Linked DNA regions of Anser cygnoides: regions 2 and 3 are each linked to region 1. A link is a contact called in public Hi-C data. All regions are on one chromosome and are shown on one strand. Each heading gives the region's core, a stretch centred on a gene start, on an enhancer-like site or on the middle of the called end of the contact. The rest is flanking DNA. Distances are from core to core; before and after follow the strand shown. Region 1 overlaps LOC125179971 (a long non-coding RNA gene). Region 2 holds the start of ATP1A1 (ATPase Na+/K+ transporting subunit alpha 1). Region 3 holds the start of PLA1A (phospholipase A1 member A).

Region 1 (2,515 bases), core at 6-2,505:
ACTCATGGCCTGAAGAGCGCAGAGAGTGGAGGAGGCCTCAGAAGGAAACTGATGGGGGGTCAGGTTGGGAAGAAGTGGGTGTGAGGGTCCAGCCTAAAAGTTTCTTGGTGCATGAGGACTGGAAATAAGTGGGAGCTGTGTGAATTGCATAAGCCAAAGTCCCTCCCACATTCACTGATCTGCCCTGAGAGCTGAGGTTGTGAAACCTTGGAAACCTGCAGCACGGAGGTGCTCACTTGGACACACACTGCTGCTGACGGCACAGCTCGGGGTATCCTAACCCACGCCACGCAGGCTGTGTTGTGCAGTGAATATTCAGCCCTCGGTCAAAGCCCAGCTGTCTCACCGAGGGGATGGTTTCCAGAAGGAGCCACATTCCTGACTGTGAGGAGCTGAAAGGACTGCATATGGGCTATGCCTTAAAATAGACAGAGATATAGGAACACAGCTCATTTCCCAGGCAGCATGGACACGTGCTGACATCTCAGGCGTTTGCTCACAGGGGGAAGTGCTGCTAAAACTACAGCTGACAACCTTGGTGACAAATGTCACTGGTTGCCTTGGGGTCATTTTCAATAATGTAAAGGATTCTGGTGGAGATTTTTTTTTCCAGCAAAATTTGCCTCAGCTTTATTGTATTCTGCCTCTGTAAAAGGCAAGTTGAATGGGAAATAGATTCCCCCTCTACCAAATAATCTAGATATTAAGGAAAAGTATGTGTCCTGAGTTGGCATAAAAAGTTAAAATCTCTAACTTCTCAAAGAATTGATATTTTACTAGAAAAAAATCTCTTTTTGTTCAGTTGAAATGTTTTCTTTCAGCAACCTAAATGTTTTATTTAGAACCACTTATGTACAGTTAGCCTTCTCCTTTTTATTGACTAAGCATTGCAAATCTATGGTGAAGATCTTTTTTACTTTAAAAAATGTCTAAATATTATGGTACTTACAAAAGTGATCCCCTGAGCAATATTTCAAGCTGACATGTTCTTTGAAAGCCGCGCTTCCCCTGGAAATGATTTGGATGTGATTAACTTCCATTAAAATTTGAAAAACAGTTTGGCAGAAGGTTTCTAGCAAATTCTACTGAAACCTGTATCTCTGAGCTGTAAAACTCTTCCTGATGGTTTGCGAACTATGCAGCGATGGGTTGCAAGACAGATCTTTTTGATGGCGGTGAGAGAACTCAGTGAGATGAATTTCTCTTGGCTGCCTTTCTTATTCTAGCTACATTTGCTCTTTGAAGTAGTTGTTACATGGTCCCCCAGAAATAATACACCAGAGTGTCAGCTGTTTCTGGAAAACGCTGTGTGTAGTGTGTGTGAGGCTCGAAGTGCTGTTGGGACAGTGCTTGGCAGGTAGGAATAAACATGCTACAGCCATTCAGACGTTGCTGGTGGAGAAACCCAAGCACCAGCAAAGTAAGGCAGGTCAGAGCACAACATAAATGAGCAGATGAATGAGAAATTATCTTTTTCTTTACTGCCCGCCTCTTGCTGAGCTCTCCAGCCAGCACAGCCCCACTGCCTTGTGGTGTTGACTGGAGTATGTGGCAGCAGGCGACGGCGTGAGTTAATAATTAAACAAAAAAGCGTCATTACTCCCCTTGCCACTGCTGTCCCTCCCATAAATATCCTGCGTGGTAGAGAAATGATCCTGTGCAATGAGAACAAAGAAGACTTTTCAGGATGAGCAGATTTTCCTCTGCTGGAGACCTGCTCTCACTTTTCTCACTGCTCTCACCGGTGTTGGAAGGTTAATGCACTTGGTCTCCATAAAGGTGGAGTTCAGAAAAGACGGATGAAAAGGACACAGGGACAATCATAGCACTGATTTCCATGAATAATCTCCGCAGATGTTAGCCAGAGCCATTTCCTTATCAGAGAATACATTTCTAATAGCAATGCTTCAGAGTCTGGAAGGAAACATCTTAAAGTTACCTTTGGCATTTCAAGGCTAGAACAATTTTCACCGAGCTTCTCTGGACCTCTAGATAAAATATTAACTCTGAACTGGGTGCAGAGGCCCCAGCAGGCTGTAAAGCAGCAGCACAGATGAGGAGACAGGCTCTGGGACAGAGATGGTGAGATAGCATCCATGTCTTTAAAACCAATCTGTGTCTAGATTCACCTGACTGACACACCTGCTGACTCCCCAAAACCTTTGGCTGCACATCACAAAAAAAAAAAAAAAGGCTTGCAGGCAAGCTCCACAGATGCCAGGCCCAGGAAGGGGTCCCCTTTGCTGAAAAAGCTGGTCACCCTAACTCTGGAAGGGAAAAGTGGAGAGCCACCGTAATTTCTCTGCTGTGAAGCCTCTCTGAAGCCCCTTCTCTCACACCAGTCCAGCTCCAGCAGCTCCCAGTGATGCTGAGTGGCACCTGCTGGCCTCCGGCATTTGCACTGGGGCATTATCAGTGCCTCTGAGCTCCTGCCCAGCCTCTGTCCTGCCAGGTGCATAGGTGTTTGGCCCACATCCATAATGTGGAGTTCAGGTGCTTAAACTCCTGCATGGAG
Region 2 (2,515 bases), core at 6-2,505, 50 kb after region 1:
TAGGCAGCAGGCGGGGACAGGGCCGCCACCTCTGCGCCTCCGGGCACCTCACAGCTCTGCCTTCCACGTGGAAGCAGAGCCGGCCGGGAACATTTTGTTTCTGCTCCCCAGCCGGGCATCTGACCGTAACATCCAACTTCAAGTTCCCACTTCTGTTTTCAAGAGCCTTCAAATGCGTTTATAGTTAAGAGATATAATCTGGATTAAGGACTTCTTGCTGCGGGCTGAAGGCTGGAAGGAAGCCGGGCTGACACAGCGCCTTGTGAGCGCATAGAAACTGCTGCACAGCATGCTGGGAGGCTTTTATCAGCCCAATTAGCAGGATAGACATGATAAAGTCATGAATGATCACCTTCCTTATGCTATCAAGCCTTATCTGCCCTCGCGGCTACTAATAAGCAAATTGGCGCTAATAAGCAGCCCTTTATCCTGTCACACCCCCCGGCCACACACCCCCGCGGGGGCCTGCTGTCTCAACAAGTCTAAAGTACTCCTGCAGAGGCCAGGAGCCACGAGAGCGGCCGCGCTGCCCGGCTCGGCTCCAGAAGGGCAGGAGATAACCGCAGCCTCCTCCAGCACCGGTCCGAGGACCCCCCCCGGGGCCCCGGGGGGCCGCGCACCAGGCCGGGCTCCGCGCCTCGCAGGGGCGCCAGGCGCTCCCTCCGCGGCCATTTCCAGCGCCGCCCAGGCTCCGCACAGCCCTCCGGGGGCGGCGGCGCCGCTGGGGAGCCGCCTCCAGCCGTCCCTCCCTGGTTCCCCGATCCTTTCTCCCTCCCTCCCTCCCTCCCCGGAGCGGGCGGCAGCCCAGCACCGAGATGTGTCGGGGCGGCCCCGGCGCCGCCCTCCGGCGGCAACCCCACCGCACACGACATGGCCGCCCCCCCGCCTCCCGGCGCGGAGCGGACAAAGCGGGGGGCGAGCGGCTGCCGGGCAGCCCTCACCCCCGGCCGGCAGACCCCCCCCCGCCCCCGAAGCCCCCTCCCCGGAGCAGCAGCGGCGCCCCCCGGCCCCGCCGCTCACCCCCTTGCCCATGGTGCGGGGCGGCGGCGTGCAGACCACGCGGCAGGCGACGAGGAGCGGGGCTCAGCGCGGCCCGGCAGGTGCGGAGCGACGGCAGCGCCCGGCCGCCACCACCGTGCTCCTTCAGCGGCTGCTCGCTCTCTCCCCCCGCTGTCCCCTCGTCGTCGTCGTTCGTCTACCTCCGGCACCGCTGCTCCAGCCGCAACTCCAAAATTCCGCCGGCTTCCCGCCGGATAAAGAGCCCCGGCTGCACCGCCCCGCCCCGCTCGCCGCACCGCCCCTTGCGGGCGGGGAGCCGCCGGGGACGGGGGCAGGCTTTGGGTGGGAGCCATGCCCGCAGACCAGACCTTAGGGTGCCTCCGGGCTTGTCTCGGCTGCGCCTCGCCGAGGGGAGCGGAGCCCCGGGGAGGGCCGGGGGCTCCTGCTTGGCCCTGCTGGCCCGGGGCGAGGCCGCCGGAGGGCGCTGCGCCGGCCCCCGCTGCCGCCGCCATGTCGGGTCGGCGCCGCTGCCCCGTGAGGGGCCGCCTGCAGGGCCGTGTCCCCTCAAAGGCGGCCGTGTGGAGCCCCGAGGGACCCTGCCGTGAGGGGCTGGATGCCTCCCCAGGTCCTCGCCTGACCCTGCTGCTGCCCTCGGTGACGGCGGGCTGCGCTGGGTAGACGTGGTGCCCAAAGTGTTTCATACCTCCCGAGGTTAAAGCTCATTGTCTGTGCTAGGAGATGCGTAAATACTGGTAAAAACCGCATCTTTAAAGCTTTGTGATTACTGCAAACGGGGGCCGGGACCACAGTGAAGATTTATAGAGTGTATTTCCATGCCCTCTGCTGCGCAGAGCACCTAACAAGGTGATGATACCTATAGTTCCTTTACACTTGAAAATGTGGCAAAGACAGATTCAGAAGCCATAGCTCTGCGCATTTGCTCTTTACTTCTCTCTTTACACTCTAGCAAAGATAATCAGTTTGTGCTCTTTCACATTCTTGACAGCTTAGAAGAGCCATCAGGACCCTCTATATACCTGGAAGTGCCCAGGGACAGCCACCAAGGAAGTGTTTTGGTAGCCAGTTCCCTGCAGGAGAACTTGCTACCTTGCTGAGGGCCCCAAACACATTGGATTATATCTGTGAGGGCATTGGGATCACTGTTGTGGAAGAGAAAAACTTACATTTAGATAAGTATGGAAGTAGGTAAGTATGGAAACTTACATTTAGGTAAGTACAGTTCTTTTTGGATAAGTGGAGGGTTGAAGCTCCCCTCAGCAGGAGAAGAGAACTGAACTCAGTCTGTAAAAGTCCTGGACAAGAGCTTTCTGATCAAACTGTTTGCCCACAGGCCCGTGTATGTAACAGGAAGGGATGCCACCACAACCATGGCAGATGACTGATCTAAAGGCTGGTGTGAGGCACCGCACCACTGGTGGAGCTTGATGCTGTCGCTGTGTCCTGGACTTGCTTTTGGAGCTTCTGATGGATGCGGTGTATGTGCAGACAAATGAAC
Region 3 (2,515 bases), core at 6-2,505, 48 kb before region 1:
TCAGAGGACCGGCTGCTATTCTGTAGAGGTTGTAGAATGCAAGATATTGGAATGACTGAAGGGCTAACGGGATGAAACTTATTAAACCATGATGAGCAGGAAGGCAAACAATTGATTAAATGATCTCTTCTGATCTAAAAATGTTTACTCTATGAACTGGCATAGTTGCTTTGTGCTGAAATGACAACGCATGCCCCTTCCCTTTTCTGGACTGGAGGAAGTGGAACAGCCTTGAATTTGTACGTAATAAATAAATAAATAAATAAATAAATAAAAACCCAAACAATCAGCTTCCTAACCACTGCCTGTTCCCACAGAAGATATTCTACAGCAGCTAGGTGGAACATGGCCTAAGGCTCAGTGCAAAGAAACGAAATTCAACACTCAAAATTCCCCCCTGTGGGATGTGTCTGTCCCCTACTGCTGTCTGTTTCGGTGTTCCTGGGGACTGAAGGGAAAAGAGAAAGAGTTGTTCTCTGAAATCAGTTTAGAAATACTGCTGCTCATGAGCCAGCTTCTCTAGAAAGGGTGCACTCAGTGAAAGTGTGGTGCGTGTCCAGAATGGCGTCAGACGAGGGGGAATTGTGAGTAAAGAGAATCACAACTAAACAGAGAAATGGACATGCGGCGTCTGTTTATTTTGTTTCAGCTACTGCATATTCCGCTTGCTCAGCTTGCAAAGAAGGAGGTGCCATGTCCAGAGGTCAAGTGGTCTGTTTTGCACCTCCTTACGTTTCAGAGTAATTGTGGATCATTCTTTTAAATTAAGTTAGTGGAGTGAAATCAGTGAGATAGCTTCAATCAAAGCATGGGAAAAGAAAGGACCCATTCTTGTGGTATCTAACTAGATTATAGGAAGGACCTCTTGAAACACTGTTTTTTTTAGGTAGAATTGAAATCAGGCCCTTCTATGTAAAGCCTTAAATCCCTTGCTAAGCACTCATGTCTTTCTTACCTGCTTGTGCTGAACTAAGCAGCAAGATGACAGCAAGAACGAAGAGGGGTTTTCTCTTCAGATCCTCAACCATCTTCATGTTAGTCCACTACAGGTACAAGGGTTGTACACAGAAAAAGAGACGTGGTGGGCTGGTCAATCAGCTTGCGTCTGTCAATGATCAACTAGGCTGTTTCTTTTGGGAAAAAAGGGGTAGGTGCAATCACCTCTGCTCTTGTTTGACCATTAGACAAAGTCTGTGTCAGCAGAGGGCTTCACTGATATTTTGGTTTAAAAAGACGCTGACACCCCTTTCCTTCCTACTTCCCTTTCCTGAAGGCAAAATTATTGCCTCAGAAATCGGCTAGTGAAACTAGTTGCAGCAACCGACAGACAGAGCTTTATGCTTGTCACCTAGCCCTGTCTCCTAGGCTCTCAGTGGGGACACCGATTAGTCACAAGGCTTCAGAATATGCCAGTGCCAGGAAGGCTTGTAGCAGAGCCTTGCATCTGAATATTTTCCTATTGCATTGATGTCTCTTTCCAGTTGTCCTGGTTTTGGGTAGGATAGAGTTGATTTTCCTCCTAGGAGCTGGTCTGGTGCTGTGTTTTGGATTGAGGATGAGAATAATGTTGATAACACACTGATGGTTTAATTGCTGCAGAGCAGTGCTTACACTAAGCCACAGACTTTTCAGCTTCTCACACCACCCTGCTAGTGAGAAGGCTGGGGGTGCAGCAGGAGCCGGGAGGGGACGGAACCAGGACAGCTGACCCCAGCTGGCCAAAGAGATATTCCATAATGTATTATGCCATGGTGAGCAATTAATACGGGGTGGCTGGCCTTGGGGCGGGCCTGGCGGCTGCCCCAGCCTCTCCTCCAGCACAGAGGAAGCAACAGAGGGAACAGGCATCAGAGCTGGTGCAGCCCTGCATGGGGACAGCGGACAGAAGGGCCTAAAGCTCCTGGATGTTGAAGTTAAACCCCAGCAGGCAGCTGAGCACTACACAGCTGCTCACTCACTCACCCCAGGTGGGATGGGGGACAGAATCAGAGAGGTAAAAACGTAAGAATTTATGGACTAAGATAAAGACATTTTATTAGGTAAAGGAAAAGCCATTCATGGAAGCAAAGTAAAACAAGGAATTCATTCAGTGCTTCCCATGGGCAGGCAGGTGGTCAGCCACTTCCAGGAAAGCAGGGCTCATCATGTGTAATGGTTTCTTGGGAAGACAAACATCAACACTCAGTGCTTCCCCCCCCCCCAGTTCCTCCTTCTTTACCCCAGCTTTTATTGTTGAGCATGATGACGTATGGTATGGAATATCTCTTTGGTCAGTCTGGGTTGGCTGTCCTGGCTGCGTCCCCTCCCAGCTTCTTAGGCACCCCAGCCTCCTCGCTGGCAAGGCAGCATGAGAAGTAGAAAAGTCCTTTGCTCTGTGTAAGCACTGCTCTGCAAAAACTAAAAACTTTGCGATAACAAACCAATGAAGTGCCTGTACACCAATGCACGTAGCATGGGGAATAAGCAGGAGGAGTTAGAAATTCGTGTTCAGTCAGGAGACTATGATCTAGTGGCA

What was found. Hi-C and Micro-C count contacts between places; a contact is called where the count stands out from the background.
Region 2: a Hi-C map of liver shows a contact between it and region 1, with 2.4 times the contacts expected there. The contact joins the promoter of ATP1A1 here to the enhancer-like site in region 1. A contact is called at or near these places in 4 of 7 Hi-C or Micro-C datasets (granulosa cells and liver).
Region 3: a Hi-C map of liver shows a contact between it and region 1, with 15 times the contacts expected there. The contact joins the promoter of PLA1A here to the enhancer-like site in region 1. A contact is called at or near these places in 2 of 7 Hi-C or Micro-C datasets (both in liver).

The regions. Positions count from the first base shown.
Region 1 is chr1:99,575,206-99,577,720 of Taihu_goose_T2T_genome, reverse strand. It overlaps LOC125179971 (a long non-coding RNA gene), which reads left to right. Exons shown (of 3, transcript XR_007158121.2): 3 at 1-1,422. Among named protein-coding and RNA genes, the nearest start is that of CD58, 42 kb to the left of the region's middle. Within about 2 kb of position 1,255, at least 2 of the 3 cell types and tissues checked have open chromatin away from gene starts, as enhancers often do. A contact at or near this core is called in liver, where this site is marked.
Region 2 is chr1:99,525,139-99,527,653 of Taihu_goose_T2T_genome, reverse strand. It overlaps ATP1A1 (ATPase Na+/K+ transporting subunit alpha 1), which reads right to left and starts at 1,255. Exons shown (of 23, transcript XM_048047673.2): 1 at 1,021-1,255. The coding sequence starts at 1,032.
Region 3 is chr1:99,623,149-99,625,663 of Taihu_goose_T2T_genome, reverse strand. PLA1A (phospholipase A1 member A) reads right to left here and starts at 1,255. Exons shown (of 11, transcript XM_013183357.3): 1 at 956-1,255. The coding sequence starts at 1,034.